Linked DNA regions of Sparus aurata: region 2 is linked to region 1. The links are chromatin contacts, called in public Hi-C maps. All regions are on one chromosome and are shown on one strand. The core of a region is the stretch at or near the end of the contact, and the rest is flanking DNA. Distances in the headings are between cores, read along the strand shown.

What was found. Hi-C and Micro-C count contacts between places; a contact is called where the count stands out from the background.
Region 2: a Hi-C map of skeletal muscle shows a contact between it and region 1, with 5 times the contacts expected there. The contact joins the promoter of hcar1-3 here to the promoter of zfp36l2 in region 1. A contact is called at or near these places in 2 of 2 Hi-C or Micro-C datasets (skeletal muscle and an unstated tissue).

Annotation. Positions count from the first base shown.
Region 1 is chr15:17,691,319-17,697,627 of fSpaAur1.1, forward strand. It overlaps zfp36l2 (zinc finger protein 36, C3H type-like 2), which reads left to right and starts at 3,563. Exons shown (of 2, transcript XM_030442167.1): 1 at 3,563-3,918; 2 at 4,149-6,309. The coding sequence starts at 3,829. The coding sequence ends at 5,360. It overlaps thada (THADA armadillo repeat containing), which reads left to right. Exons shown (of 38, transcript XM_030442585.1): 38 at 188-777. The coding sequence ends at 505.
Region 2 is chr15:17,963,983-17,970,291 of fSpaAur1.1, forward strand. It overlaps hcar1-3 (hydroxycarboxylic acid receptor 1-3), which reads right to left and starts at 2,630. Exons shown (of 2, transcript XM_030441136.1): 1 at 2,510-2,630; 2 at 1-918. The coding sequence starts at 850. LOC115596250 (transmembrane protein 229B-like) reads left to right here and starts at 4,536. Exons shown (of 2, transcript XM_030441138.1): 1 at 4,536-4,637. The coding sequence starts at 4,601.

The DNA of each region.
Region 1 (6,309 bases), core at 2,313-4,812:
TAAAATTCCAAATAAAGCTAACGTTGCTCTGTTAAATGTTTTCATAGGTAACTGTTTGTGAACACATTCAGTATGTCAATTTTGTACTTTTTGTACTAATTAAGTGTGTCACAGCTTGTTTTGACCCCCCAGGTTGCTTAAAACTCACAACATCTATTAAATTGTTTCCCATTTTACTTCTTACCAGGATGAAGAAGACTTCCTGTTCGAGAAGGGGGATCTGAACCTGTGGGCCGAGCCAGTCCAGTGGATGAAGCTGCTTCATAGACAACTTGGCTCCCTCCTCATCACCTTCCAGCAGGTCACAGGCACCCTAGAGCCGGACCAGGTCCAACAAATCCAAACGCTGTCGACTCAAGCCAAAGCCAAGGCTCTCAGCTCCCAGCAGGCACTGGACTCCCTCCAAGCCCTGCCCCAGTTCTCCTGCACCATGGAGCACGCCCGGCTGGTGCTGCGGCACCAGAGGGCCACTCTGGTTCTGGACGTGCTCGAGAGGCTGAGGTAGAGGAAACGGCAGTGGTTTGAATTTTAGGGGATACATTCATAAATCATCATATTAAAAAACAGGAACTTCGCTGACCCAATGCATGAGACCACAGACTGACTTTGTGGTCAGGTCTTTTTATTACTGAATCAAGGGAATGAAGGAAACAATTAGGTTTTTTACGCTGTACTTGTTACTTTGTCTAACATGTTGCCCTCATTGATTAAAATGTGTTTGAATTTTTCTGACTGTTCCTCGATGTCTTTTCAAATTAAATGTTATGTCTAACATGACTGCATTTTGACTCTATATTCTGTTTCCCTCAAAAGAATATAGAGCATAGAGTTGAATTTCTTGATTAAATTAATAGCAATAGACAATAACAATAATAATAATAATAATAATAATAACAACTACTGTGTAAAGATGTGTAGGGAAGTCTGGCAGATGTCAAACCATAACAATAATTCAGTCCGAGCTTGTGCAAAACAACACTTCAGGCCCTGTTCGTCTTATCAGCGAGAATGTGTCACACGACAAACTTCAACAGTGTCAGTATTGAGCACACAGGCCGTTCTGCTCTCTGCACGTCCAGCAGGGATTTAAGGGTTGGAACAAAACAACTCAGCGCCTAAAGCTTCAAGAACCAACTTCAATGGTGCGATTGTGCGACGGGCGAGCTTTATGACCGAGGCATGGGATTGTGAAAGCAAGTGTTTTCTCTGACACGTCACCAAAGTTGTATTTAGGTACACGCTCTGACTTCTACTGTATGTTTATACGAGGTGTTATTTTCCTGTGATATTTTATTTACTGCAGGATTCTTCCCATTGGACTGTGTTTTTATGCTTCCCTCTACTTTTCCTGGTTATGTAATTAGGACGGCACAATGGACTACTGTCCTCTGTGTGTGTGTGTGTGTGTGTGTGTGTGTGTGTGTGCATGCGTAGGAATATGTGTGTGGATTCATGCTGCCCTCTCGTACAGCTGGACCCTTCTCCCTCCCTGGTAGCCATGTTCCCTGTTACAGTAAATCTGACGTAATGTTTTGGAACAGCTCAACATCCCCCTATAAAAACAGAGCCGTGTGATGGGAGAGCGGTTTCTGCGGACGAGGACATGTTCAAGGGATTTCTCAGGAGCCTCGGCATGTCTGTCCTTCACATTAAACTATTTATCACAACTTGCAAAGCGCACATAGTCCTGGGGCAGCCCTCAGCCTAATTTTAGGGTTGGTAGTAGTAGATTCCAAGCTCTTATGTCACTTGTTTTTCGTCTGTTGCTATTTTCCCCCCTTTTTCTTTTTTTTCTTTTAAACCTCCCTCCCTGCCTCTCAAACCAAAACCATTCAGCACATGATAGAATATTTAATCATGTCACAGAGAGAATAATCTTATTTTTTTTTTTTTTTTAGAACCACTCTTCCAATTATGATCCTATATGGAAAAAAAGCCTTAATGGTTACAAGTGTCTCGCAAACCGGCAATTTCTGGTGATCTGCGTCGCACAAACTTTTTACACCCTCCCCGACCAAAATATCTGCCTCGCCGAGACCTGATATAGTGCCCCGTCCTCTGCTGCCAACTCTGCAATCTTTCCACTGTGGTTTTTTCAAACTTGACATGACTCCAAGAGTGGAGTGGAGTAGTTTGACATTTTCATGTGAACATTCTGCCGTCCTGGGAGGGTTACATCATGCTGAGACAGGGGCAGCTTATTGCGACCGCACTGCGCTCTTTTGACTTTTTTGACTACAAAGGAGGGACTGTGGTGACTGGGTGGCTTTTGGTCAAATGACCAAAACATCCTAAAACATGGAGGTTTTCTCCGTGCCTGGAACTCTACTTTACCCTCTTATTGAAAAGAAAAAGGACATTTAAAGACAATTTCTCTGCAGTAAAAAGTGATATTTTTGCTGCTAAATGAGCCTAAATCTAAGTTTGAAGTTCTTGCTCCAGCTCCGCTCAGCAGGTGGCGCCACAGTTCCCTCCCGGGCAGTTCCCATTTTGCTCTCATGGGGGCAGTGTTGCTCTGCTGTACCACATGGAAACCACATTCCTGCAGTCTGGGCTCTGAGATTTTGAGAAAAACAAGTTAGGAACTTTAGAAGAGAGGCTGCAAAAGATTTAACCAAGGTTGATCCATTTCTCGTCTGTAAGGACTTGACGTGCCGTGCTTTTAGAGGATTGGACAGATTTCTGTAATCTGAAGGGTTGAGATCCACATTTTTGAAGTTGAGCTTTGAGACAATACAAAAGTAGGTCATGTGGGGCATTAACTTGTCTTATTTCTCCATGTGTAGCAGGCTGGAATAGGCCTCTGCTGCTGCACTGTGGAAGTATATTATGCAACCGGCGGATTCTAAAAATTGTGCTGCACTCTGCCTGGACTCCTCTCCGCTCATACTTGTGGTCTCACCCCGTCCACAGGGAGAGAGAAGAGAGGGAGAGGGAGAGTTTCCTTCCATTACAAATACATGTGTCAGCTTCCAAGTGCAGTGGTCCAGAGGGCTGGAGGGGTGGCCCTTGTCACCGGTGGGTCGCTTGCTCAAACCCCCCCCCCCCCAACACACACACACACACACTCACTCCCCACCTTGGGGTCACTTTTGCTTGGGGTTGCATGAGGAACAATTGATTTAAATGCGGCTGTGGAGCTTTTGAGCAAGGCACCCAGCCCCCCCACATACATACATACATGCAGCTTCAGGTGTGTATGTGTGTGTGTGGGGGGGGGGGGGGGGGGGGTTTGATTTGCTGGGTGACAGCTTTGCAGTGCATAGCAGACGTCCCCTTGATGGCTCTTGCATTCTTTCTCAGCGAGAGTCAACCCCAAAAAGCAAAACCAACTTCCACAAAATTGGTTGTGTGATTAAAAGAGAGAGAGAGAGAGAGAAGAAAAAAAGAAAGAAGTTAGAGGGGTGTGAGGAGGTGGTGGTGGTGGTGGAGGGGGGAGTGGGGAGTGGGGGAGTGCTGGGGTTGGATTTCAAGGCGTGGTGTTGAAGAATAGGCGGCCAACCGGTGAATGGAAGTTTTCTTCGCCCCTCCCTGGCCACCGCCACGCATTTATAGCCATGCAAAAAGGCTGCAGCGCACAGTGAAGCACTCTGGCTCAGCGCTTCTCGAGGGGAGGAAAAAAAACATTATAAAAGCCACCTACAACTCAACAATACAGAAAGCTATCCCCCTCTCTCTCTCTTTTTTCCTCTCTCCTCCTTTTTTTCCCCCTCTACGGACTTTAAGCTTGCGCGTTAAACTTTTTTTAAAGCAACTCTTTTCCACACCCAACACCAGTCGTGGCACAAACTACCGCTCGTCGCATTCAAGGATCCTGGTCGGTCCTCCATGAAAGAAGAAGTGCGGCAGCCAACTTGGGGAAACGAGATGTCTGCGACGGTCTTGTCTGCTTTCTACGACATGGACATGCTTTACAAGGTAAGACTGTGACGAGAAGTTAGGATGTTCGCTGTTTTTCTTTCTTTTTTCTTTTTTGCTGAACGCTTGGCTGTTCTGGCTCGGCGTGCTCCAAGTTAGCACACATGTGTGGAGCTGCAACAAGTTGTGAACCCTGCAGCAAAGTGTTTTTTAAACATGTCATGTGGACCCGAGTGGTGCATCGCTAACTCTGCGTCTTTTTTTCTTCTTCTCTCCCTTCCTCCACGCAGCAAGATAAAAGCATGAACATGAACGCCCTCCACATCAACAGCATGCTGGACAAGAAGGCGGTGGGCGCCCCGGTCACGTCTCCGGGCTCCGGCGGCTCCTTCGCGCCGGGATTTTTCCGCAGAAACTCAACCAGCAACTTGGAGGCGATGAACAACGGCAACAAATACTCCATGGGCTCCTACGGCAGCCTGAAGGAGAACACACCGAGCAGCAACAGCAGCAGCAGCAGCGCCACGGCCCTCATGAACAAGGAGAACAAGTTCCGCGACCGCGCTTACAGCGAGAACGGAGACCGAGCCGTACTGCAGCAGAAACCCGGCTCGCAGATCAACTCCACCCGCTACAAGACCGAGCTGTGCCGGCCCTTCGAGGAGAACGGGTCGTGCAAGTACGGGGAGAAATGTCAGTTCGCTCACGGCTACCACGAGTTGAGGAGCTTGTCCCGCCACCCTAAGTACAAAACAGAGCCGTGCCGCACCTTCCACACCATCGGTTTTTGCCCCTACGGCCCCCGGTGTCACTTTATCCACAACGCCGACGAGCGCCGGCCCGCTCCGGCCGCCAACGCCAACGTGCAGGCGGGGGAGGCCAGGTCGGCTCGCGAGCTGTGCGGCTACGGCCACAGGGACGTCCTGCCGCCGCAGCAGCTCGGCTACACCCAGAGGGACAGACCAAAGCTTCACCACAGCCTGAGCTTCTCTGGCTTCTCCACCCACCACGGACTCGAGTCCCCCCTGCTCGACAACCCCACGTCCCGGACCCCTCCGCCGCCCACCACCGCCTCCTCCTGCACCTCCGTCTCCAGCTTCTACGAGGAGGTGCTCTCCCCCAACTCCGTGTCCTGCATCAACAGTGCCTTCTCTTTCCCCGGGCAGGACTTAAAAGCCTTACTGGCCCCCCTGGCTGTGCACACCCCCAGCGGCTACGCCAACAACCACTCCACCGGTGCCTACTACGGGAACATGCAGAGCAGCGTGTGCCCGCCCTCCCCTCCGACCTACAACATGAGCCACTTGCAGGCGCTGCGCCGCCTCAGCGAGTCGCCGGTGTTCGAGCCTCCTCCCAGCCCGCCAGACTCGCTCTCTGACCGGGAGAGCTATGCGAGCGGGTCCCTCAGCTCTTCCGGGAGCCTCAGCGGCTCCGAGTCCCCGAGTCTGGACGCTGGAAGACGTTTGCCAATCTTCAGCAGGCTGTCGATTTCAGATGATTAGTCATGTTGTGTTTTCATGTGGATTTATGGACGGTCCGGGCAGGGTGGTTGGAGGAGCCCAGGGGGGTGTCAAGAGACCTGAGGTAGACTGTCCTTCAAGCAGAGGATCCCAGTTAAGCCCTCTCACCCACTCCCCCCGGTGCCCTCTACCCCCAACTTCATCAGCAACCACCCTGCTGAAGTGCCTTTGAGCAAGACAGTGAATCCCTAGCAGCTCCACGGGTGCTGACCCTGCTCTGACCTCCCTGGAGGGGGGCAAGAGGAGATGACTTCACCCACAGGGATCAATAAAGCTTCGAACAGTTTAAAAGTGTCCTTGACCTGGCATTAGTTTAGTAACTTTTTTTTTCCTTTTTGTATGTAATATAGCTGTATTAAAAACTTTAGATAGCAAACAGAAGGCATTCCATCAGTGCCTTGCCCAAGGGCTCACGGCAGCCCCCTCCTCCCTTTTTGCTTTATCAGGCAAGCCACACTTTTTCCTGGGATTAGATGTGTGGGTAACATGACTTGACAAGAAGAAGAGACTGTAAGCGGTTTTCAGATTTCCTCCCATCCTGCCAAGAATATGCCTTGACTCAAAGTAACATTTTTTTTTTTCTCTTTATCAAAGTGTGTTATTTCTTTTTTCCCCTTTTCCTCTCTGAAAGCTTCAACTTCCATTCCAAACCTGTCTCCTCCCAGCGCCACCCAGTGGTTCGTTTGGTTAGTCTAGTTTGTTGCTTGGTTTAAAAGCACTCTTGAGTTGGGTTTGTTCGGGGAAATCACTGCTGATGGTTGAATATATATTTTTTTAGCTGTTTTTGAGTGATTTACATAGCTGTGCATAACTGGCTATGGACTATTTAACTTATTTATTATCTTGTGAAAAAAGTATAGGCTACATTGGTAATTTTGTGTCCATACTGTATTTATCAAGTATGATGAAGCAATAGATCTATATTCTTTTA
Region 2 (6,309 bases), core at 1,380-3,879, 270 kb after region 1:
AGCCGATGCATGCAATAAACAGCTTTGTGATGAGATTGTAGGACATGCAGTTCTTGGGCTGAAATACCTTGATGAACACCCCACCCAAGCCTGTCAGGATACTTGGCAAAAAGCAGATGGTGAACACCAAAGTGATTACCCAAACTGCTCGGATTGCCTTCTGTACGTTCTTCTGTTTGCCTATATGCCGTTTGAGGAGATGGCAGGCAATTCGTGAGGAGCAAAACATCAACACAAACCAGGGCAGGAAGAACTCTGCAGTGAAGGCAACATAGTGCACTTTTATATACAAAGGGACTACTTCATAGTGGTTGAAGCTGCGACACCACGAGACATTGCCATCTTGGTGGAGGAGGTTGATGGTCACCAGCGGAATCCGGAGGGCAATCACAAGCGTCCAGATCAGGCCTGCGAGCCAACCGGACTGCGTGAAAGTAATCCGGCTGATGCAGTGATGTGGATGGACTACTTTAAAGTAGCGATCCAGAGCCACAACTGTCATGAATGCAATACTGCCAGCGCGACTGACAGCCAGCATGAAGAGGTTGATGCGGCACCAGACCTGTCCAAACACCCAGTTGTCCCCTCGGAGTTCGTTGTCGATGCGGAAGGGTATGCTGATGAGGAGCAGGAAGTCAGCTAGAACCATGTTGAAGAGGAACAGAGTGTGGGGTTTCCAAAATTTCATCCGGAAACAGAAGATCAACAAAGCTGCTATGTTTAATGGAAAGCCCACAATCATCTCGCAGATCATGGCAACTGTCAAGAATGAAGTCTCTTGGCCTGGGGTGGATGGGCAGTGCATCCAAGTTGCATTTTTCTCTTCAGTGGTACCATTCATCAAATCCATTTCGGCTATGAATGCAGGATGATCTCTGTGGATTTTCCACTGATCCTTTTTTCAGAAGATCTTGTGTTCTTGAAAAAGGAGAAAAAAGTGATTTAGACGCTAATATTTCATTGATCAAGTAGTTACATGCAACTGGGTATTGCAGCACTCATTCTCAATGGCTTCTCCTTTATGTACCATGGCTAAGATTGAAAAACATGTGTTTGATGCTTTGAGCAGAAGCATCTGCCAAATGGTTATATGTAAATCTAAATACACATATTCATGCCAAGAGTAAGATGAGAAGATTGATGTTACTCTCATGTCTTCACAGTTGTGTTGAAGCTACAGCCAACAGCCAGTTTCTATAGCATAACATAAAGACTGTAAACATGGGGAAACAGCTTGATTTGTTTCATGAAAATAATAAAACAACTAATTTACAGGTTATTTCATTTGATTTGAAGTGTAGGACTACAATATCTGTTGTTACTGTGGCTTTCATGGCCGCAGTAACTTCGCAGTAACTTCCTGGAGCCTTGTCATTTCTGTGACGTAGCCAGGAGCTTCTGAGGTGCTGGTTAGCAGATTATGTTATATTTTTGTCTGGTTTAAGACTTTCGCACACAAAGTCTGTTTATTTTGTTGAAAAAAAAGTCACAATACATGACAAAAAAGGAGTTGTTAGGCAGTGTAATGAGTTTGTGGTCCTCACACTTGAACAAAGACAAAGAGTTTCACCTGCTGTGTTATAATTAATAACACACCAGTGTTATTATTAATAACACAGCAGGTGATAGTATTTAAATGCTCGGGTTTGATACGCTGCGAGCTGTACTGGAACACATTAAAAAGATGACCACCATTGTCCAAAAATTAGCTGATCGTGAACAGCAGTGCACCCGTCAAATCCCATCATTGATCACCACAGATATTCACGCAAGATCATGATCAATAGCCTAAATGTCCTGTGATCACTCTGTTTATAACAATTTACCACACTGAATTATTCCACTAAACTGGCTCTGAATAGTCAAACAACCCTCTGAAGGCTTCTGACAAATGCAAAAAAAGGCAGAAAATCAACTCTCTTTCAAAAGATTTATGACGGATTCTGTGTTTAAACATGATTGACACAACATATGGTTCCATTCATTTTTCAGTATGCAGATATTTCTGATTAATTAATCAGGCTTGGTGTGCTATAGGCCTTTAGACAGAGCCAGACTGACTGCTTCCCCCCCACCTCCGATATTTCTGTTTGGTCTACATGCTGTAGCTTCATACTTAGTGCAGTAATAACTTTATCATCAACCATTCGACAAGAAAACAAGTAGGTACATTTCCTGACACATAAAACTATTTCAGAGACAAGAAGGTTTTGTATTTGTAACAACAGCAATTTCCACCCATGTGCCAGTCTTCTTTTTTTTTTTTACAAAAAAGTTATCAAAATGTTCCATATGACAGTTATTTAGGGACTATTACAATACACTGATTAAAGGTGTGAAACTTCTTATGTACTACAAAATGTTGCATAGTTTGCTGCTTTCACACTGCAGTGTTGGTAAAGACATACGCCAGAGATAGCAAAAACTATGTCATCAGTCTTTTAAAGTTCGGAATCCAAAATAAATGTGAGATGAAGAATAGTCTTGAGTCTCAATTTTAAGCACTCACCAGAAGTCAACACTGAAGTCCACAGTTCCCCCTAAAAGATGTTTGCAGAGGTCAGAGATGTTGGTCCACAAGCGATTTGTTCGTACAAATGTGTGCAGGGGATTATACACCCCTTTTTCAGCGAAAGTGATTGTGAAGAGGAAAATCCCTACAGAAGGAGGGCTTGTCATAACATGAGGGTGTTGTTCCAGGGAAACCAGCTTTTAAGAGTCAGATCTGAATGTATCATGTTTCATAATAGCACTATTGTCACTCTTTCTTTTTCTACGTCTTTAGTTAAAGTACCTTTTATGTCACAATCTTGTTGTGAAATAAGAAAAACATTTTTAAAAAATTGAAATTGTAAAGGATTATTTGTGGACAGAGATATGATGTTGTCGGTGTTGATGACATACTGATACGTACACCCACATTAGTGCTTGGTAATCCAGATCTCCACTTTGTCGGGAAATGATGTCACATTTAAAGGAGAAGTTCGCCTACAAATGAAAAGTCTATCATTATCTAATAACCTTTATGTGAAAAGTGAGGTGAGGTTTCTTTATACCAAAACAGCATTGGAGCATTATCCTAAACAGCTGAAGTAGATGGGGACTTGTTTGAAAACATAAATGAACAACTGAGTCAAGTCTAAAGAATCCCCAAGATCCCAAATTGATTTGAAAAAACATTATTTTTGTCCTCATCTACCCACGCCAGACAAGATGCACGCTCACATCATCTCATTGCATCTTGTGCTCAACTCATCATTTCCCATCACATTTCATCACATCTGCTCTCGTCACTTCATCTTCTGTCATTTCAAATAATTTTTTTGTCCATCTAAATTCATTTAATTGTAATTTGGGTCCACTGGGGACAACATGGAAACCTCTATGTGCATTATGAGAGAGCAGAAGATAATTTCCCTAATCAATCAAACTTTCTCCAGTTACAGTTTGTTACACAACAATGCAAAACAGGCACACACACACACACACACACACACACACACACAGTCAGCTCACAGCTGTGTGAACAATCCAACCTTTGTCAGCTCAATAACTTTATGGTCATTGACTCCCATACATCGATGCAGTCCCCCTTCCCAGCCCTAAAGGTGTGTTTGCTAATATCACTGGACTCTGATCCACAGGTCTGCCATTTATCCAACAGTTTTATTAGAGCACACACAAAACAAACACACAGGACCCAGCAGTGGCACCATGTGAGGACTGACATCTGCTCTCAGAGACATTATGGGTAAACTGTATACGGTGCAAGTGTGAAACTACTGTTAGAGCTCCGCAAACATATTTATATTGGTACGCTATGTGTGGGCAGCCTTCTCATACCACAAGTCTTGCTGTAAGTGCTTCATAATTTTTATCATTTCAGATGACTAATACATCAACCTCTTTACTTCAACCAAAATAAGTTATAATTCTGACTAATGATGATGATAATAACAATTTGATATTAATCAAAAAGTGCATTTATTCTATCTGCCTATTAAATCACACAAACATGACATCGATTTATAATTGTGGAGATGCATAAAATGGGAATTGAATGAAAACTGTAAACTTTCTCACACAAGTAAAGAATCCAAGATTTATATAAAATACTATACACACATATTCTTTTATGTAAAGTATGACCTTCCAGAATATAGAAAGGCTTCAAATAGATGTAAACCAAAATTGGATTCGGTATTATTATTGTTTTAAAAAAGTTTAAAGCATGTCCACTGGAAGTTTCACTGTCAATGTCTGCTTCCCTGACACACCCACCTACTGTAGCTCCCTGATGGCGTCTATGTTTGCCTTAAAAAAATCATTTGCACTCTTTAAAAGAAACTATTCATGCACCCACTGTGAGATCAATACTTTTATTGGTGCTACATACACAAACTCATTTTTTCCAACACGGGTGGTCCAGATTTACTTCCTGGGACCGTCCCTTGGTTCACGACCTTAGCCTATGACAGAGACATCGCTGTCTCACTCCGCTTAATGTTTAGCCCAAGATCCACACACACACACACACACACACACACACAGGTAAGCAGAGGGATTACAAAAGGTGCAGAGACCCATATGCTGCTCCGGGATGGAGGCGAGAAAACTACATGCTAGAAAGACACAAGGTAGTAATGATCAAGGTGAGAGTTATGACTGTTTATTAAGTTTAATAGCTGTAGGAAGACACACTTTGCGGCATGATAGTGTGACTGCATCCTATCTCGATTGAAGTCAGTTAAGTGATGGAGTGATTGGATCCGATGCTACTGTGGGACCATTGTTGACTCTACTTTAATATATGGTGAAATAATTGAATGACAAAGATGGTATCCACCAAGTTTATTTGACATTGGTAACGACACTCTTATCAAATGTAGAGTGAAATCCTGTTGATCTGAAGCCTTTATCTTCCTAAACTGAGCTATTAGCCTGTTAATCCGCATTAGAGCCTGTACACTGTTCTGTGTGTCCTGTGGAGGAGGGGCAGCACATAATACACACTGGAGGTATTATAATGTGGGGGAGAAAATCTAGATAAAGACTAGCTCTTCCAAAATGGAAATGATATTATTATCAAATGGGGTTTTTTTTATCAGTAAAACAACTGTTACAGTTACAGTGTTACAAACATATGATTGATTCACTTGAAATGCAGTTTTCTTTATAAAGAGATGCTATTAGAGGTATGATTTTACCCATTTGTTGAGACTGGAGAATTGTATGTATTATATTTTTTTTCCCCTGCAAAAACATCTAATAGTCGTAACTTTTTTATTATAAAAAATATCTCAATATTGTTGTAGTAACTATCTAATAGATTCCCAGCTTTCTTATGCAATCATTTTGATCACCACCTGTCACATTTGTAGTCAGTGAAAGGAAACAAGCCTGTGTTCTCACCTCTAAAATTCAGTGCACACTGGAGCAGGCTGCTATCACTCCCAAAATAATTGACAGGTTTTTTATTAGAGGGAGGCAACAACTACTTTAAATCTTTATCAGTCTATTAGTTTCCTGAAGCTGTAAAACATGATAACAACATTCATCCAAACGGTAAAATAGCACTAGGATTGAAATGATTAATTTATTACTTACATAAGTTACATATGTAAGTCATTCTCAGATAAGAATGGTCATGAGCCCCTTCTGCTGGACCTCACAGGACCTTATTTCAGGGAAAAACTGTGCAGTAGTCAACAGGGAGAGACAAATACATTCTTGATCCCATTGGAATTGTGCCATGAAGTACACATATGATGTTTGTGTATTAAAAAGTTAACTTTTCAAGTCTATAAAGTCGCTGTTTGTCGTAAAGATAGTTAAATATTATCTAGTTTTGTGTGAAATCACTCGGTGAACAACATCATCACCAACACCTGTCCTGTAGTCGTTAATTTTACTTTATTTTTAACTTGAGTGTGTTTTAACTCAAGAAGTTTATTTGTGTTTTCACTCAGCTAAATATTTTAATAATTAGGGAAATAAGATTATCCTCTTATTTGCATTTGAGTGACATGAGAATATTGATACCATTTGCATGTTTTTACAGTAACTACATAGTTGGAACAAGCAGCCAGATAGCTTAGCTTAGCATAAAGACTGTTTCCAGTCATTATGCTGTTTCCTGGCTAGCCTGGCTATGTCTAAAGGTAATTTAATCCACCTTCCAGCTCCTCTCAAGGTCACTGATTAACCTCTCTCATATGTAGAAAATAAATGATTACTTACTACGTTTTACATGATTGTGCATCAAACTATATTATGGCTAGGTGCTGTATCATTTTCAAGTAATGTGAT